Regions from separate parts of the Hordeum vulgare genome. Here region 1 is linked to region 2. The links are chromatin contacts, called in public Hi-C maps. All regions are on one chromosome and are shown on one strand. Each heading gives the region's core, a stretch centred on a gene start, on an enhancer-like site or on the middle of the called end of the contact. The rest is flanking DNA. Distances are from core to core; before and after follow the strand shown. Region 1 holds the start of LOC123413626 (leucine-rich repeat protein 1-like). Region 2 holds the start of LOC123444133 (myb family transcription factor PHL7-like).

Region 1 (5,025 bases), core at 789-3,288, 140 kb after region 2:
GAGGTGGAAGAAGGGCTTCCCGGGGACAATGAGAGCTCAATGAAGTTGTACATGCATTTTAAGTAAAAATGTTCATTGGGTTGAAAAATATTTTCATGGATTTGCAAAATATATTCACCCTTCTTAAAAAGAGTTCATGACTTAGAACATTGTTTCCAATATTTATAAAAATATTCATGTGTTCTTTAAATTGAAATGTTCGTGTATTTGATAGATTTTTTTATAAACACACACACACACACGTGCGGGCACACACGCACACACAATATTCCTCCATAAACAAATATGTCAGCCACATACTGCTCATGTGAGGTTTTAGGAGGGAGATACAACACATTGGGAGAGTTAATTTTGTAAAATACATGTATTTATAGCTTTCATTGGTAGAAATGTGATCCAATACTACTTTATTATTCTATTTGATGAGGGAAAGAAGTATTTATATTGTTCCTGGTCGTGGATTTTCAATTTTATTTCAAACAACATATATTCCTGCTCCAAATCTATTATCATGCTCGACTGCATGGCCTAGGACTTTAGCCCATGGCCCCCCATTTCTAATACCATGGAAAGACAACAACTATGCTAACTTGTGGCCAGTATGTATAATCTAACCAGACAAACAGTCCAGTGACAACCATGCTATATTGGATGAACGGCAATACGATGTAAAGAGTATCAAAAGGTGGGTGGTCAACTATCAATTGTACAACACACATCATTTTGCAATGCTTTTTGGTGCCTGTGGCATTTCCACTAGACAGAAAATTGTCGTGGACTAACAAAATTGCTAAGTGAGAATATGTGCACATATATGGTCATACTATTTCAAAAATGATAAAAAAAAACTTTTAGAAAAATAATTAAATTTACTATTCATATGAGCAAAAAAGGTAAAAGGAGGGGTGTGGTGGACGAGAAAACTAGGAGAAATTTTATGTACATAACATTGCTTCAGACACCGTTGTAAGTTGCCATGTTTACATATGACTCTGACGGAAGAAGTATTTTACAATTCATTATTGTCCATGATTTTTAAATTATACCAGTATATCAAGCCATGCATATATTCAATATATCTATCACGGTGCAGGACGACACGGAGTGTAGTTAATATCCGTAAAAAAAACTACTATCCATAATGCATAATGGATGAGATTAAAATAGCAAAATCAGTATATGAGTACATATGACTCTAACAAAGACGATAAGTCCAAACAATTTCGGAGGAAAATGTGGCCAACTGCCATTGTCCAAAAATTCACCATTTCGTAGCATTTCAAAGGCGGCCAGCTGCCATTGTCCAAAACTTTACCTTTTTAGGCTGCACATAGCATTTGATTTCCCATACCACAGTGTTGACGGGGAGGTGGAGTAGGAGTTCACACGCGTGATACCACCATCTCATCACATGCACCTTCCTCCCTACTATCCATAACGCATAATGGATGCGATCAAAATAGCAAAATCTATATATGAGTACATATGACTCTAACAAAGACGATAAGTCCAAACAGTTCCGGAGGAAAAGGTGGCCAACTGGCATTGTCCAAAAATTCACCATTTCGTAGCATTTCAAAGGTGGTCTGCCATTGTCCAAAACTTTACCTTTTTGGGTTGCACATAGCATTTGATTTCCCATGCCACAGTGTTGACGGGGAGGTGGAGTAGGAGTTCACACGCGTACTACCACCATCCCGTCGCATGCGCCTTCCTCCCTACTATCCATAATGCATAATGGATGCGATCAAAATAGCAAAATCTATATATGAGTACATATGACTCTAACAAAGACGAGAAGTTCAAACAGTTCCGGAGGAAAAGGTGGCCAACTGCCATTGTCCAAAAATTCATCATTTCGTAGCTTTCCAAAGGTGGCCAGCTGTCATTGTCCAAAACTTCACCTTTTTGGGCTGCACATAGCATTTGATTTCCCATGACACAGTGTTGACAAAGAGGTGGAGTAGGAATTCACACGCGTACTATCACCAACCGGTCGCCTGCGCCTTCCTCCCTCTATAAAACCCGACGGCAAACCACGGTATGACGACCATCCAAAGCACAGCTCGCAACTTCACAAGTCACAACACCGTGCTAGCTCGTCCCGCTCCCCTCTGATCACCGCACCACCCCAGCTAGCCCCCATGGCGCCCACGGCGGCGGGAGCCCGAGTGCCCCTGGCGGTGACTGTCTTCGTGGCGGTCGTGTCCAGCATGCTGCTGGCGCCCGCGGCGGCTGACCTGGACGGTGACCGTGACGCGCTCATGGCCATGCGGAGCGGCCTGCAGGACCCTGACGACGCACTGTATACCTGGACCCCGGAGCTAAATACCTGCGACTGGTCCTATGTCACCTGCGACGGCCAGGCCAACCGCGTCACCGAGATGTGAGTGTGGCGACACCGATCCTTCTTCCCTTCCATACTGCTTCCGTTCCGTTCAGTCGTAGTGTATATTTCTGGACGCCTCGTTCTCTTCATCCGATTTTCAATACGGGGTTTCTTTGTTCTGACAGAAAAATCGGCCATAAGAACCTGTCCGGACCTCTACCGCCGGAGCTCGGCAAGATGGACCAGCTAAAGAAACTGTAAGCCTTTCTATCTGACCCAGCCAGTGATGATGGATTAAAATGTGGGCACCTACCCTGTTCAGAAAAAGTATTACTGTATATACTAACTCCTATGCATCTGCTCAAAATTACAGGTGGATCTCGTGGACCAACATCCAAGGAACGATCCCTGAAGAGCTGGGCGACTTGGAGAATCTGAAGTCCCTGCACTTGCACAACAACACCCTCTCAGGGCAAATACCTGCATCGCTCGGGAAACTCAAGTCTCTGGAACAGCTGTGAGTCCATGATTTCAAAAGGTTTTCCATCGTGTTTTTCTTTTCAAGCGTCGATCGAGTTGTCCGTGATTCTCATAAAACAAGGTTGGCTCTGAACTCTGAACATTTATAACCTCCTAATACTAATGACGGACTGCACGATGATAGGCACCTTCAACAGAACCGCTTGACCGGCCCGATCCCAAGCGAGCTGGCCGGGCTGCCCGATCAGATGAGTGTGTAAGTTGGACGATTTTCTCAGCATTTAATTCCAGTTGTTTTCTTCTCTCTCGACGATCAATCCAGTGATCTTCATCTTGATCGTTCCTCTGTCCTGTTTCGCTCGCAGGGATCTCTCAAGCAACGATCTCTGCGGCCCGATTCCGACACACGGACCGTTCAACAACATCCACCCCCCGAACGGGTAATAAGCATAGCACATTATCTTCTGCCTCGAGTATATATATACTGCGATAAACTGATCGATGCTCGTGATTACCAAGTGCTGACTGTTGCGCGCATGTCCCATCGCTAATTTGGTGCAGCCTCGCCGACAACCCGCGGCTGGGCGGCAACTGCTAGACCGACGAACGGCGGCCCGCCGGAGTGAAGAATAAACTGGCAGCATTGCAGCCAGAGAAGCCGGCGGCGCAGTTGCATTCGAGAGCGAGGTTAATTTAGATGCGTGCCAGTGCAGGCATGTTAATTTATGTATGCTGTGTGCAAGCCGAGATCGACGGTCGTTGTGGGCTTGTATCTGGCTGTTGCCATACGTAATAGATGATATTAAGTTGCTGCTCCATCGAATCTATTCACTGTGTTTCGTTGCCTTGGGTGCTTGACTACATTCGTTCGTTTTCGTTCCTGTCGCGCGGGCGCAGTACCGCGACGTTGCTATATAAAATGATCATAGGTCAAATTTGACGAATGGCTCTAGTACTTCCGAAGCTAAATTGAGTTATGATTTGATTTGAGTACTATAATCTAGAGTTAAAACAAAACAAAACACAAAATCATTTTTAGTTAGCAAAATTTACACAGCTCAACTGTGTGTGTGGATGTTACTTGGCAGGTGCCCACTGCCTTTTGAGTTAGCAGCCACTGTGCAATCAGACTGTGATGAACATGTGTTTTTTAATGATTTGATGTTAATTTTCCATGATACGACAAAATCCAAAAAATAAACTCTCAAAAGCCTCACGCGCCTGGACAACAGGCATGTCTGCTGTGAATCAGCTGAGTCCTAAATTTTGTTGTGAAAAGAGTAAGGAAGACAGGTATTTTGCTCCAACATTTTTCAAGAAAAGCAAATGTTTGCTCTCTCAATTTTACCAAAAGTCTATATTTAGTCCCTCATGATTTTTTGGGTGACATTTTATCCCCCGTGTCTCAAAACCACGTATCTTTCGTTCAAATACCGGTTTGAGGGGAAACCGGCCACATATCACTTGTTTTCTCCCTCCCGAGCTCCTGGTCCACCTGTCAAGCACCTTGCATGTATCGAGTGTCCGCCGCTCGAGCCACCACTCCCAACCTCAAATTTAAGAGCTGCTGGAAAGGCAGACCATTTTTCTAGTGCCCAAAAACGTCCTCTCTTCATACCTAAAACTAGGGAACCAATTTATGGGGCTGCCGTTGAAGATGTCCTAAAAGGAAAGCATAAAACGCTTGTGAGTTCTTAACCCCCTCCGAGGATGGTCGGTCGCATGAGAATATATGTTGCCTTAACAACAGACCGTGTGATGCGTGGACCTTCGGAGACCCCTTCAAATACAAAGTGTTTTTCTTAGAAAAGGAGGTCGAAATCTCCGGCCTCTGCATCATTCCGATGCACACAATCATTCTTATTTATTGTTAAGCAAAACAACAAAGTAAAGTCAACTATGACCGGAACATTACAAGATGTGAAATCACTAGTGTTGTTGTCATTGTAATATTTTGCTGTTCGGTCCTTTGTAATTAGGAGGATGTCTAAAGTCTCCAGTTAAAACATGTAGCAAGAGACAGAACACACTGAGACAAGTTCTTTTATAGTATACTCCTGCACTGTCACTTATTGTCGTTTATTTTTTTTATCCGACGGTCCAAATTACACAACACCACAATAAAATTCTTGTACTCCGTATTATATTTGTACTTTTGTTTAGGTACACCCCTGAACACATCAACGGTCGAGATTTGCCGTCCTAGTTGGCTTCTT
Region 2 (4,918 bases), core at 577-3,076:
CATTGTACCTCCACACCGCGCCAACGGAGATTAGCATCCGCAAGGGTGTGAACTTCGGGATACATCATCGTCTTCGCGTACCTCGGTTATCTCTTACCCGAACCCTTTACTTATGCACTTTACTTTGTGATAGCCATATTGTCTCTTGTCATATATCTTGCTATCACTTAGTTGTTTATCTTGTTTAGCATAAGTTGTTGGTGCACATAGGTGAGGCTAGTTGTTTGAGATTTTGTGCTTGACATATTAAACGTTAGTTTTATTCCGCATTTGTTCAAACCTAAACCTTAATTATTTTAAAGCGCCTATTCACCCTCTCTAGGTGACATCCACGTCCTTTGAGACACGGATCCATTAACACGTTGAACGAATGAAGACGACCGTTTGGTGTGGTACAGTAATAAATAGGAGTTGGCTAATAGAGAATCCGCTGCCAAAACCCCGAATACTTGCAACGCCAAAGCGGGCTCCTTTCCTTTGATGACGCTTTTGCAGCCGATGGCGTCGCCGTCCGGTCGAATTGATCCGCGCCGCTGCCGGCCCCCCGGGGCCTGTCAACTGGAGCCTGCCATCTCCTCCGTGTCGCTCCCGGGCCGGCCGGCCCCGGCCACAGTCCAAGGAAATTTTCAGTGCTACCTGAAGCAAACTGGCAGGGGCAGGTGACCCACCGACCAGACTCCAGGGCGCTGCGTTGAAGGTTGAACAGATCGATATCTATCGTAAAACGGAAGTCCACGCCTTTCTACTTTATCATTTTATTTTTTTTAAAATCCTCCGCGCGCATGCAGCGACGGAGGGTTGATGCATACGAGATGAGATGAGATGACCTGTCGCCCAAGCTTTCTTCTTCCTCGTGGCGGGGGCCTCGCCTCTGCGTTTCTTGTCCAAACCCTCGTCGCTTTTGAGGTACTTTTGCTGGTGAGTCCGAGAGTGCTCGCATCGCAAATCACAATGATTTTTCCGTTCGAGGTCACCTCCCTTTGCCCCCCTTTGCCGTTAGATAGATAGATAGATAGGGGCATCATGGGTGGCCGGCGTTCCCCCTCCTTTCTTCCCCTTGAATCCTTCCTGGGCCATGATTGTACCGGGATCGCTTGCGTCGCACACACTTCTTCCCAGGATCTTTATCTCAGAAAAATAAAAATAAAAAAAAACTTCTTCCTAGATCCTCCTCCGATCGCTGGAACTTTCCAGCTGTATTTTGTAGGCGCGGAGTTATTCGTCTCCCGTTTTGTTCGTCGTGGCAGGGTCTGCTTTTGGGCCGTTTCCAGTTCCCTTCCAGCAACGGGCAAGCATGCATTTTGTTACGTTTTGCCAGCGGTAATAAATGCACGGAAGCGCCTAGCAAGACACGGCTGGGGACTCATGAATGCACGTGCGCCCGGTCCGATGATGGCAAGCGAGGGAAGGGCATGGCGCTGTGCGCCACGTGACGGAGGACGGACGGAGTAGACGGGCTGGGAATGGGACGGGATGGAATGGCAGCGGGGAATCTGCCATCAATGCGGCGCGGCCCCGAAGATTCTCGCGGGTTAAGCAAAGCACAGTCCCCGCAGTCGAACAGTGTCCCCGGCGACGGAAAGCCGTGCTCGCCGCGGCAAACAAACAAAGATCTGGTACAGTGCCACTGCCACTGCCACATCACTAGCGGGTGCTGCTAGTAGCTCGCTGACAGGTCAGGACCCAGGGGGCCGCGGGGCCAGGGCCGGGGGCAGTACTGGTGGATAGGCCCGCCCGGGCCGGCCCACGGTGCGCATCGGAGGGGGAGAATGGTGTAAAAGATCTGTCTGTGTGTTGTGTGTGTGTCTCCGTTCCCAAGCCCTCCGCTCTCGCGGCGTCGCTTTCGCCGGACACCACCACCAGCCGCTTTCCCCTCCCCTCCCCTCCCATTCCCGTTCGCACCACCACCGCTCCCATCCTCGCCTCCCCGCCCGGACCCCAGCGCCCGATTGGGGCATCCGCCTGATTGGCCCTCCACAGCAGCACGCAGCAGCAGCAGCATTTGATTCCCTCTCTCTTTCTCTCTCTATCTCTCTCTCTATCCCCCCGACGAGCGCGGCGCACCTGCGACTGCGAGGAGGCCCCGGTCCCGGTCGCGGCGGCGGCGGCGGCGTCCTTCTTCCGTGCCGGTAAGTAAGCGCCGGCTCCCAGCTCTTCCGCCCCCCATGCCTTTCCCGGTCTCTTACTGAATTCAGGCGTGTCTGCTAGTCAGGGGCGAGGAGGGGGCGGGAAGGGGTTCTGTCTGTTCTGCCCGTGTCTTCCGTGAGGTCGAGATCGCGGCTCGGCGAGGCGTATTGCGGCGGAATTGTGTACCAGGGGCCGGTGAGTGAGTGGCGCTCCTCTCTTGCTAGTGGCGAGCGTAGTCAGTGTGAATTTTACTGACCTCGGAGTGGATTTCCTGGTGTTCCTCGTGAGATTTCCATTCCGTTTGCTGCGGGTGGATGTGAGAAGCGCGGTATTAAATAAATTAAAAACATGGGCAGGGAGGGAGATCACGTTTGGGCGGTGGCGTCGCTTCTGACGTGTTTCTGTGGTGCGAGTAGTGTTTCGGCGATTTCCTTGCTCGTAAGCTTGTTTTGGTTTATGAGCCGTGCGTCGCTGTTCTTGTGCCGGCTTGTGCGATTCTGAGGCCGGAAAAGGCTAGGTTGGATTTTTGTGATGGACATGGTATTTGCGTATGGCCGTGATCTCGATCCAATCGGTTTGATGTATTTTGTACTTGTAGCGTAATTTGGTGATAATCGTCGGATTGGAACCGCTGCTTCCATCAGACTGGCCTTTGGGAGGTGTTCTGTGTAGGGACCTTCTATTGGCATTTGGGAATGACTGAGATTACCTCCAGGGCAGCTGATTCTTTTTTTTCCCCTTTCTTTCAGAGAAGGGATTGCCCTCAGCGTCGTTAACGAAATTTAATTGCGGTTTTTAAGGGCAGAGCAGAGCTTTTTCTTTTTGATGGGAAGGGCAGAGCAGAGCTGTAGTTCCATCCAACATACACGTTGTAAGCAAAATAAACCAGAAGCGCAGCGATAAAATAACATAGCAACTCTCTGTCAACAAACACATTACATAGCAACGAGTTATCAGATTGTTACTACCTCGCTTCAGGAACCACAGGCTCCATTCAGCATTTTACCACAAACTCTATCTGCTGGTGATTCTTCGACATACTGGCGCCAAGCTGCTATCAGTGCCCGGTGCTATTAGTTTTATTTGTCAAACTTTTAGTCTCAGTTGCTGCGTTCAGTTAAGCTAGCTGAACTGGTCTTCGTCTTTTGCTTGAATATTTTTTTTATGTTCCTTCCATGTGGAATTCAGTTAGCAGCCTGGGATGAACTTGTGTTCTTAATGTGATTTGGAGAGGTTATAAAATTGCTCTATTGTCGTTGGCTATTTGGATATTTTGATAGTACCGCTAGAATAAAGATTTTATGTTTTTAGTTACGGTGCTCTGTTGTGTCAATATTGTCTTCCATGTTCAGTGTCGCCCACTTTGCTTATTTACTTGTAGCAGTAGTCCTTTGAGTATAAAAGGCATATTTTCTGAAAAGAGTAGGAGACTTGCCAACTTTTCGAGATCTTGGAATAAATACGCTGACCAAGATTTCCTGAACTGACGACGAGTTCTCCTTGTACCAGAAAAATATGTCGCCTTGCTTACATTCTACCATCAACTTGATATATTCTGTTAGATATACAGGATGGCATCATAATGTAGACTTGTTTCATCCTAAATTATAACATTTCTTGGCCTTACTGATGTGTATGACAATTTCTTACAATTGTTGCAGTACTCTCATGATGTACCATGCTAAGAACTTTTCTGTGCCCTTTGCACCACAGAGGGCTCAGAATAGTGAGCATGTAAGTAATATTGGAGCTTTCGGTGGATCCAACATAAGCAACCCTGCTAATCCTGTAGGGAGTGGGAAACAACGTCTAAGATGGACTTCAGATCTCCATAGTCGCTTTGTGGATGCAATTGCACAACTTGGTGGACCAGATAGTGGGTATTCTCTCTCATGATTTTTTTCTGGTTTTACTTGATATGGTGTATTGAGTGTCATATATATTACGTTGTTGGTTCATTCTGTTTGGCCTCTCACGAACCTTGTCAGCAGCACAAATTCCGAGTGAAAATACTTTTAGATGGTATGGAACAATGCATATCTAGAACCTGCAATTTGGTGGTTTTATGTTGAATCCATTGTGTATCACCATATTAGCAAACTGAAGTTTAATCTAATTGCAACATTCATGTATGAGCACATGTGTGCATTTTTTCAGCATAATATTGAGTATTTCAGGTCATGGGATGTTAACGCACAAGTTTGTCCGATCAAACCGAAATGCATATTCTGATTATGGCCCATTAACACACAAGTTTGTCATGTTTCAAAGAATTATGCCAGGCTGCTAGCAGCTGTTAATATGACCCTTTGGAACTGTGTCTGCCATGTTATCGAACCCTATCGCATTGGAAACTGTTCATGTATTGAAAACAGTAAACAAACTCCTATATTATTTGTTTATTTATCTGAAGTGCCGAGTACGATGCATCCAACATATGTTAATGTTCTGGGTCATCATTATCTTCAGGAGCAACACCTAAAGGAGTACTCACTGTAATGGGTGTACCGGGGATTACAATCTATCACGTGAAGAGCCATTTGCAGGTATCGAATGTCTCTTCTGAGGAGACAGATTATAAACATTTGCCTGGTCACTAATACTCAATTTCCCTTGTTGCTTGTGCAGAAGTATCGCCTTGCAAAGTACATACCAGAGTCTCCTGCTGAAGGTAAATGCCCTTCTGTGATTCATTGCCTTCCTAGCACACTCCCCTTTTTGCCTTCGGTAGTACCAACAACGCTTTGGTTGTTACAACTGCCACCGTGTAGGTTCCAAGGAAGAAAAGAAG

The links. Hi-C and Micro-C count contacts between places; a contact is called where the count stands out from the background.
Region 1: a contact with region 2 is called in a Hi-C map of leaf, with 4 times the contacts expected there. The contact joins the promoter of LOC123413626 here to the promoter of LOC123444133 in region 2. A contact is called at or near these places in 3 of 6 Hi-C or Micro-C datasets (leaf and seedling).

The regions. Positions count from the first base shown.
Region 1 is chr1H:448,454,100-448,459,124 of MorexV3_pseudomolecules_assembly, forward strand. LOC123413626 (leucine-rich repeat protein 1-like) reads left to right here and starts at 2,039. Exons shown (of 6, transcript XM_045106563.1): 1 at 2,039-2,386; 2 at 2,515-2,586; 3 at 2,703-2,846; 4 at 2,994-3,065; 5 at 3,175-3,249; 6 at 3,371-3,625. The coding sequence starts at 2,145. The coding sequence ends at 3,407.
Region 2 is chr1H:448,314,689-448,319,606 of MorexV3_pseudomolecules_assembly, forward strand. It overlaps LOC123444133 (myb family transcription factor PHL7-like), which reads left to right and starts at 1,827. Exons shown (of 7, transcript XM_045120763.1): 1 at 1,827-2,129; 2 at 3,789-4,003; 3 at 4,597-4,673; 4 at 4,756-4,798; 5 at 4,899-4,918. The coding sequence starts at 3,796.